2 separate regions of the Rattus norvegicus genome follow, and region 1 is linked to region 2. The links are chromatin contacts, called in public Hi-C maps. All regions are on one chromosome and are shown on one strand. The core of a region is the stretch at or near the end of the contact, and the rest is flanking DNA. Distances in the headings are between cores, read along the strand shown. Region 1 has its middle 11 kb from the start of Atp5mpl. Region 2 holds the start of Zfyve21 (zinc finger FYVE-type containing 21).

Region 1 (4,681 bases), core at 1,835-4,334, 140 kb before region 2:
CTTGCATCTGCCTTGGAATTGCTCTCCACACACATGCTGGCAGCTGTTCTTCCCCCATTACTACTAAGTGGTCCTTCCATTAGAAAACTGAGAGCGAGTCCATTGGGGCTGCCTGTTGTCTGTAGCACACTGGGAGCGGGGACACAGGCCCCTTGTCTGAGCACTCCTGAGCAGAGGCAGGGCAATTATAAGCCTTGTTTACACAGTGAGAGCATGTTTTTAAAAAACAACATTAACAACAAAAAAAGAAAATCTTAAAACGTGCCTGTCCAGACTCCATTTGTGTTTGTAAAATGGAGAATACACTTTGAGTCCACCAGGGTTTCCAAAAGTGCCCTGTAGGTGGAGCCAGAATGTAGCCAAACTAGTCGCCACAGTGGCCTTGTTGGCCTAGAGCTTAGGTGACAACTGTGCCCTCAGCACTGTGTTCGTGTGCCCTCAGAGGCCAGAAGAGGACATGGGACTGGAGTTGGGAGTTACACAGTATAGGTACTGAAACCAAACTCAGGCCCTCTAAAAAGGCAGTAAGCGTTCTGATGAGCTGTTCCTTCAGCCCCTGCATTCTGGTTTTCCGATAAGTGTCATCGAGTGGGCGGGCACAGCAACTAAGCAGAACCATAGCCAAGTGTGGTGTGCATCCAGAGCCCCAGCCAACTGCTTGGGAAACGCAGCATGGAGGGCACAGGTTGGGCCTGCCTGAGCAGCGCTCCCACCCCCATCAGTACGTCTCCTAGCTCCTGGCAAGACAGCGTGCAAGGGAATGAAGCTGGGGCTTCCCGCTCCACAGGCCACATCGTGTACAAGATCTGGCCCAGTGCGGAGAATGTGGCCCGAGAATGTGGCACCTTCTCCTGCCAGGGAGAAACTTGATTTAATTTGTGCTCCAGGGCTAAGAAGTCCAGAGACAACAAGCCTCAGAGAACTGAATTCCAAGACTGTTAATGAACCCATTGGGTGAGGGAGAATAAAGTCAAACAACCCCAGGTGGGCTAGAGACTGAGGCACAGAGACTCTGAGCCTGCTATAGAAACTACACAGGCAAATTATAAACAAACAACTGTAGAGCCAGGCATAGTGGCTCACACCTTTGATCTCAGCACTGCAGGGCAGGCAGATCTGTGAGTTTGAGGATAGCCTCGTCTAATAAGTTCTAGGCCAGTAAGGCCAAATAGTGAAACTCTGTCTCAAAAAGAGGAAAAAAAAAATAGAAAAAGTATGGCCGGGCATGGTGGTGCACGCCTTTAAATCCCAGCATTCAGGAGGCAGAGGCGGGCGGATCTCTTGAGTTCAGGGCCAGCATGGTCTACACAGTGAGTTCCAAGACAGCCAGGGCTACACAGAGAAACCCTGTCTCAAAAAATAAAGAAAAAGAAAGAAAGAAAGAAAGAAAGAAAGAAAGAAAGAAAGAAAGTGTAACTAAGAAAGCAAAAGGTAACAATCTATTCCAGTGAGATTGAAGTCAGAAAAGCAATGGAGCAAAGTTGATGAGCATAATGCCAGTTCACTGAGAAGATGAATTAATACATGAGTAAACCCCTAGACAGACTGACAGAGAAGACAGAGTCTGAAATGGACGATGTCAATACAGATTCCACAGACATTCACGGGACAAGGACTAGGGTGGGGCTCTGTGACAGGAGTGGCCTGCTCAAGACCTGGCTTCAGTCCTCAGTAACTGGACACATACAGATCGAAAGGACAACAAGAGAATGCCATCAACACCTCTGTGCCAATAAATGCTACAGGATAGAAGAATTGGTCAAATCCCACGTAAGCAAACATCATTCCAGAGTTCACACCAAGGAAAAGGAAGGTTGGCAAGATGGCTCAGCTGGCAAAGGTACTTGCCTGGAAGCCCCACAGGCCTGAGTTCATCCACAGCACCCACATGGTGGAGGGAGCAAACCGACTCTTAGGAGTTGTTCTCTTAGCGCGCACACAAGTGATAAAAACAGAAAAAATAGCCTCGATGGCCCTATGTCTATTAAACAATTCGAAGTTGCAGTTTCAAACCGTTAGACGAGGCATGGTCTGTGCCTTTAGACGAGGTGGCGTGTGCCTTTCATGCCGGCACTCAGAAGGCAAGGGGCAGAAGAGGCTCTGTGAGTTTGAGGCCAGCCTGGTCTATGTGGCAAGTGCCAGGACAGCCAGGACTATAGAGAGAGAGTCTCAAAATAATAAGTTTAAAAAGAACTTTGTTAGTGTTTGCCTCTGTCACAACATAACTGAGAAAAGTCAACTTTAAAGAGAACTTGTTTGGGGCTCATAGTCTCAAAGTTTCAGTCCATGGTCAACTGTCCATTGCTTTCAGGCCACGCTGGGCAGAAACACAGGAGGGAGGGTCAGAAAGTTAGTGAGGTTTTCTCCCTGCAGAACCAGGGCTTAGAACTCACAGTTTCATGCTCCTGCAGGGCGGCCTGTCCACCCATGCCTACATGGGGACAGGCCACCATTCTCCCAATAATACATGGATCAAAAGCCCCACCCCTGCCCAGATTGGCACCATGTGGGAGCCACCCGATAGTCCACCCTAGGGCTCTGGATGCCTTCTGAATGAGGAAGACAGAAACAAGCAGAGGACTCCCTGCCACACATGGGTTTCACTGGTGCCCTTCCCACCCACCTGTCTTCGGGTGACGCGATAGCCCCAAACCAAGGCTTGGGGACAACATGATGGACTATTAGTGTCCTCAAGTATCTAGGAGACTGGCAGGAGGCCACCCTCTCTCCTGCCCCACAAAGAGACTGCTGTGGGGACAGTGAGGAGCCACACAGAGACACTACCTGTCCTAGCAGGCTCAGTTTCTTGCAGCCACAATGAAGTCACTCTGCTATAGAAATGCAGTCTCTCTTGCCCTTTTGAAAAGAGACAGAGTGGGACCTTGTGTTTTTGTCCCCACTCTGGCCTGGTAGCCAAATGGCTGTTCTACTGAAACTGGCACCGGTGACCTTCCTTGCATCTGCCCAGCCAGCGAGTGAGTGTGAGACTCGCCCCGTCTGCAGAGGCTCTGCTGCCTTACAACCATCCCCTAGCAGGGCTCCCCAAGCCCACTGGGCAGCATTTACCAACTCACAGGTACTGGGCTTCTCCTGACTCCACAGCAGGCTGCCTCTCCAGCCACAGGACCTGGCACAGGAGAGCTGTTTCCCTCACACTGTCTCTGGGGATTGTTTGCAGGTCCGAGCTGATCGGTGCTGGCCAGTAGCTATTCCCCAGTGGGGTCCTGGGGCAGAGGGCAGACCTGCTGCTCTGGGCCTGAGTGGGTCCAATGCTCCACCCTGCAGAGCCTCTGGGGAGATGACATGCACACAGGAGCCCTTGAGTTCTAAGGACATGCCCGTGAAGGAAGCCTGAAGCGAGGCCTCACCAGCTGTAGACTTGCTCAGAGCAGCTTTCCTAATACAGTGTCCACTCTTCTACAGAGTGTCTGTCCCTCTCTAGCCCCAGCCTCCAGACCTCCTGAAGGCAACATCCCCAGAACCAGGGCTGTGCATCCAGACATCCATCCTGCCTTCCCACCCTATCCCTCCACCTACTTACTGTGTCCCTGCGCACAAGGGCTAGGTGACAGTGGCTAGTATTCAAGGAGAACATTCCGGAGACTTGGGCCGGCGATCCTCTCTCCCCTCTCTGCTCAGAGGCCATCGTGCTGGGCTCCCTTGGGCCTTGACTTTTGCGGAATTACATTTACTGTGAGAGGTTCTTCTGCCTTCCTCCCTAACACCGTGCCTCCTCCGGACACACATGCTTTTCCAACTCCCAATACACAGATTCAAAAATGTAGGCAGCTCTCAGCGCAAGGCCCTGGGTTCGGTCCCCAGCTCCGAAAAAAAGAACCAAAAAAAAAAAAAAAAAAAAAAAGTAGGCAGTTCTCAATATCTATGAATCCCATAGCCAAACATCCAACCAATAGCAAATTTAAAGTATCTGAAAAAAGCGCATCTGCGTTGAACACACACGCAGCCTTAGCCTGTTACAGCCTACACAGGTCAGGACAGACGCTATTCACATAGCACTGCCACGGCACCGATTTTTTTCCCCTGGGTTTTAAAGGCAGGGTTTCTCTGTGTAGCCCTGGCTTTACAGGAGCTCATTCTGTAGACCAGGCTGGCTTTGAACTCATAGAGATCCACCTGCCTCTGCAGGTGTGGGGATTAAAGACATGCACCGCTGCCTGGTTCATTGCATCAATTCTTCAGTCAACTAGAGAGAAAGCCCAAGGGGAAAGGTGTGCGCTTCTATGCAACACCACATCTTCCTTTCAGAGATTGTTGGAATTTTTATACTGTGCGTCTGTGTACCAGGTGTTGCACAAAGCCCAGAAGAGCATGTTGGATCCCCTGGAACTGGAAATCTAGACAGCCGTGAACTGCCATGCGGGTGCTGGGAATCAAACCCGGGCCCTCTTAACCACTAAGTCCTATCTCCAGCCACCGAACTCCACCTTTTATGAACATCTGAGGATTTTTAGACAGGTCCTCTCTTTCTCCCTCATGCACACATGCACACATGCACATAAAATAAAGATACACGGGGCTGGGGATTTAGCTCAGAGGTAGAGCGCTTGCCTAGGAAGCACAAGGCCCTGGGTTCGGTCCCCAGCTCCGAAAAAAAGACCAAAAATAAATAAATAAATAAATAAAGATACACTTAGTGTCACTACTGGTCAGAATGCCCTGT
Region 2 (4,240 bases), core at 1,411-3,910:
AGCATTTCCACCTCCAGGGCTGCTATCACAGCTCAAAGACTAGAGTAGATGGGAACTCCATCCTGACTTTTATAGGGCTCTCAGCCAGCCATGGGAGGAAGCCTCTCACAGGGCCCATGGTTTCAGAGCCAGAACAGGCAAGGAGGCGCCTGCAGCCTTCAGAGGAGCACAGGCCAGCCTGACACTGCGAGCCTGACACTGCCAGCCTATCAGTTGTGAAATCCCAGCCTTTCCCCGTCAAACCAATTGCCCTTCCCCCAGGACTAACTAAGATCCCAAGCACCACCCCCACTCCGGGGTTCAGCACCAGGCCAGGATTGGCAGGCGCCCCAAATCCCCATTCTTTTCCCCATAAAGCACTCGCTGAATTGGGCTCTCAAACACCAAGTGGATCTGAGGCCTGACTCCTGACTGGACTGTAGAGTGGCCGTTCCTCCGCCACCAGGCCATGGGCTACCCTACCCTGTGTGGGACTTTGCCACCTATACTTGTCCAAACATCTCTTCAGTCCTGGTCACCCTGCAAAGCCAAGCCCACTTTTCTGTGATCCCTGAGACACTCACAGAGCTGGTGCCCTTCTGCTTGGCAATCACTTGTCCGAGCACCCTCTCCTCCCCTCTTGGAGCAGACATGGAGTCCTGTCAGACTATCCAGACTTATGGGGATATACCACAAACACTGTAAATTCTAAAGTTTTACATAAAGATGTCACAAGGTGTCACTCGGGTGAAAACACCCACCTTAAAGGCTCCTTGTAGGACAAGGAGAATGTTGAGAAAGCTTGTCTAGAGCCCTGGCCTACAGACAGTGAACACTTTCCCAAGAGCCTCGGCTTCTGATCTCCTCAGGCATGGCCTCCCACCCCACTTGGCCTCCTCTACCTGCCCCCCCCCATGTACCCTTATTCCAATCTATGCATTGTTGGGCTTTCCTGGAAAGAGTCATGTCTGTCCAGATCCGAAACTCATTCACAACAAGCAGTTTATTTCCCTGAGCCACCCCCCCAACAGCCACTGTATTTTATTTTCGAGACAACAGTATTGCCCAGGCTGGTCATAAACTACTATAAACTCTTAGCTTCCAGGGGCCAGAGTCCAGGCTGTATCCCAACACCCTACACACACACCCTTTTGTGTCCTCTAGAGACAGTCTCAACTGTGTAGCTCTGGCTGGCCTGGATCTCACTACCCTGAGCTCAGAAATCTACCTTTACCATGAACGATCTCCTTACCCACTCCTAAGCCCACACCCCCTTCTGGGGCGCTAAGAGCACTCGAGGGCTGTGCTCAGTTATCTCTCCACACAAGAGGAACTGTGTACAAGGATAAAGTGCAAAACTGAAGGGGCACAACCAGGGAGGACAGTGACAGCTCAGTGACACACCTGGTATAGCCAGGAGTCACTGGGGAACAGTGGCAGAGCAAACTTCTGGCTGGCTCTCCAGCCCCAGTGCCCACTGTTTTAAGAACAGTGGACCTCGCTCTAATAAATTGCTGGGCCCCACCCACCTGGGCCCCACCCACCATCCACCCAAGGGGAGAGAGGAGCAGCTGACTAGAATTCCAAGCAGAAACTCTAACCTAAAAAATTTGGGAGGAGGCCAGGTGTGGTGAAGCACATCTTTAATTCCAGTACTCAAGGGGCTGACGGAGGAGAAGTTTGAGGGCAACATAGCAACAGGGTGTGGTAGTGCATGCTAGCACTCTGGCAGATGCAGATCTTAGGAGTTCTAGGCCAGCCTGGTCCCTGTAGTGAGTCCAGAACTGCCAGGGCAATAGAGTGAGGACCCGCCTAAGGGAGTCAACAGGAGGAAAGGGGTGGGGGACAGAGAAACATATGGATAAATTTACAAGAGCCATTAAGATAGCTCACAAAGTAAAGGCACCTGAGACCTGAAATCCGTCGCTGGGACCCAGATGGTTTAATAAAACTACCTTCTACAAATTATCCTCTGATCTACACACTAGCGCTGTGACATTGGGGGCAAAGGCACACGAATAAACGAAAAAAGTTTTTGTTTTTAAAGTTTATCAAAGTCAGCAATACTTAGGTCGGTGCCTTTTAGACATTTCAATTTGCTCTGAAATAAAATCGCATGGAATGCGTGAAGTGCTCCCATTCTCTCCCAAGTGGCCAAGCTTTGCAGAGTTTAGAACTCTAAAGACAGCAAACTCCTTGGCACCGTTCCCCCGTGAGCTGGTGAAGGCGGACTCGCTCACCCTCGCCCCATGGACACACTCCAGCCCCAAACTCACTCACGGCCCACTGGTCAACCGCTCCCCCGCTCCCCTCGGGCCTCCCCGGGCTCTGCACCGCGCAGCCAATGACCGCCAAGGAATGGAAAACGCCCCACAGCGCGGAAGGGACAGCGGGACCGCCCGAAGGGGATCCGCGGCCGAGCGCCCTGAGGGCGGAGGCGGGAGACGCCCCGACTCCAGTTGGGGACCCGGGGGCTAGGACGCACCTCCTTGTCCGGAACCCACTGCGGTTCCTCCAAGCCGAAAGGGCTTCCGAAGGCGCGGTGCTCCGGCACCATGCGCAGGCCACTGGGCGAGCGCACAAGCTTCTTGGCGTCGCAACGCGCGGCCACCCCCGAGGACATGTCTCCTCCTGAGCCCCTCACGCCACCGCCCGCGCTGAGCCCACACAGGTCGCCACCCCGCTCCGCCCGCCAGCACGATGACAACTCCGAAGCCCAATCCATAGCCACAGCTCGGAATATGAGCCAATCGGAGAGTAGTATCCGCCCAGAGCCGCCCTTCTCCAATCCGCGCAAGGTCCCCGCCCCTACGACCGACCACCAATCGGCGGCGAAGACCGAGGAGCACCCTCGCCCCTCTCGGGAGATTGTGACTTTGGATTGGCCAACTAATCAGCCACGTAGCCGCCTCTTCGCTTCTTCTGGGTGGAGCAGGCTCGGACTCCGGATTTTCATTGGAAGAGAAGATTGAGATGGGCGTGGCTTCCGGAGCGGGCGGAGCGCGCGGGAGAATTGCTGCGTTGCTGATCCGGGAGGTGAGCTAGATGATCGCTGGTAGCGGGACGTGGGGCGGCGGGAGAGGGCGGAGGGCAACGTGGGTTTCGAGAGCCCCAGGCCGGGGCTGGGGTTCAAGAACGAACTTCCCCCGCGGGGCACCCCTTCAGGCCCGTAGTGGGGTTTGGATCGAATCGAGAGTCCGGACCCTCTCCACTGAGCGCGGAACCTGCTTTCAGCACCAGTGTCCCAGGCCAGCCACTGCGTCGCTGCAAACTTGACCTGTGACTTTTTTTTCTTGTGGTGTTTGTAAGGACGGGTCTCATTGCGCATGTAGCCTAGGCTGGCCTTGGATTCAGCAGTCCTTGCCTCAGCCTTCCTTGTACCAACAGAGGTGTGAGCCACCGCGCGCACCTCTTCTTCTTTGGGTAATTGGCCAAATCAACTACCCAGGAGCTTTGCTCACTCTCTGTCACAGCCTGCTCTGAGAAACCCGTCTCTGTCTTCTGAGTGCTGGGATTACTGGCAGCCCACCATACCTGCCCAGCACCAGATCTCAGGTCCTCAGCCTCCTCACTCTTGGCACTGCCAGCCTGAGCCACCCCACCCCCATCCTTAGTGTTTCTTGGCACTGTCATTTGAAGCCACGTATAAGATGGACGTGCATTGTAGAACACGTCTTCCCTCACACCGACCGGACTGGCTCTAACGTAGACAGGTGGGCGGAGAAGAGGCCTGGTGCTGTCCTCGTCAGCTCCCTTTCCGGGGGAGGGGAGGTTTCTCCATGCTTTCTGATGAGGTGAGCTGCAGCCCTGCCTCTTCTGTCCTTCTCTGATGAGGTTCCATTTCCCCCACCATCCTTCAAAATGCCAAACTCACAAAAAGTCAGGGAATGATGAGCGAGACTCATCTATGCCCCAGGAAGTTAAATGGGAGTCGTAAGGGACAGCTAAATTTCTTCTCCCACTCGCAGCTGAGCCTCAGGCACTGGCACCTTCAGGATGTTAGGGGCCGCTGAATTAGTTCTGTACCAACATCTGGAACGAGCCTGGGCTTCCAGGCTGCCTAGTCCTTCTTCAGTGGATGGTGCAACCAGAAGCATCTTCCTCAGCTTTCACGGACAGTGTTCCCAAGACGGAGGAGACACCTGTCCTTGGCGCTCAGTGGGACACCCAACCACTTCAGATTGCCCTGTGTGCGTGTGTCGCTTTCCCATGTTCTCCCTCCCACAGGCAGCAAGTTGACAGCAAGCGCGTGGGAGTTTGT

The links. A called contact is a pair of places that touch in the nucleus more often than the background predicts.
Region 1: a contact with region 2 is called in a Hi-C map of Schwann cells, with 2.8 times the contacts expected there. The contact joins the enhancer-like site here to the promoter of Zfyve21 in region 2. A contact is called at or near these places in 3 of 12 Hi-C or Micro-C datasets (the A7r5 cell line, Schwann cells and hepatocytes) and 1 of 1 datasets of contacts at active chromatin or transcription factors (oligodendrocytes).

The regions. Positions count from the first base shown.
Region 1 is chr6:136,832,649-136,837,329 of GRCr8, reverse strand. No RefSeq gene overlaps it. Among named protein-coding and RNA genes, the nearest start is that of Atp5mpl, 11 kb to the left of the region's middle. Within about 2 kb of position 3,084, at least 10 of the 93 cell types and tissues checked have an H3K27ac peak or open chromatin away from gene starts, as enhancers often do.
Region 2 is chr6:136,693,571-136,697,810 of GRCr8, reverse strand. Zfyve21 (zinc finger FYVE-type containing 21) reads right to left here and starts at 2,660. Exons shown (of 7, transcript NM_001399738.1): 1 at 2,465-2,660. The coding sequence starts at 2,602. Xrcc3 (X-ray repair cross complementing 3) reads left to right here and starts at 2,989. Exons shown (of 8, transcript NM_001427420.1): 1 at 2,989-3,015; 2 at 4,207-4,240.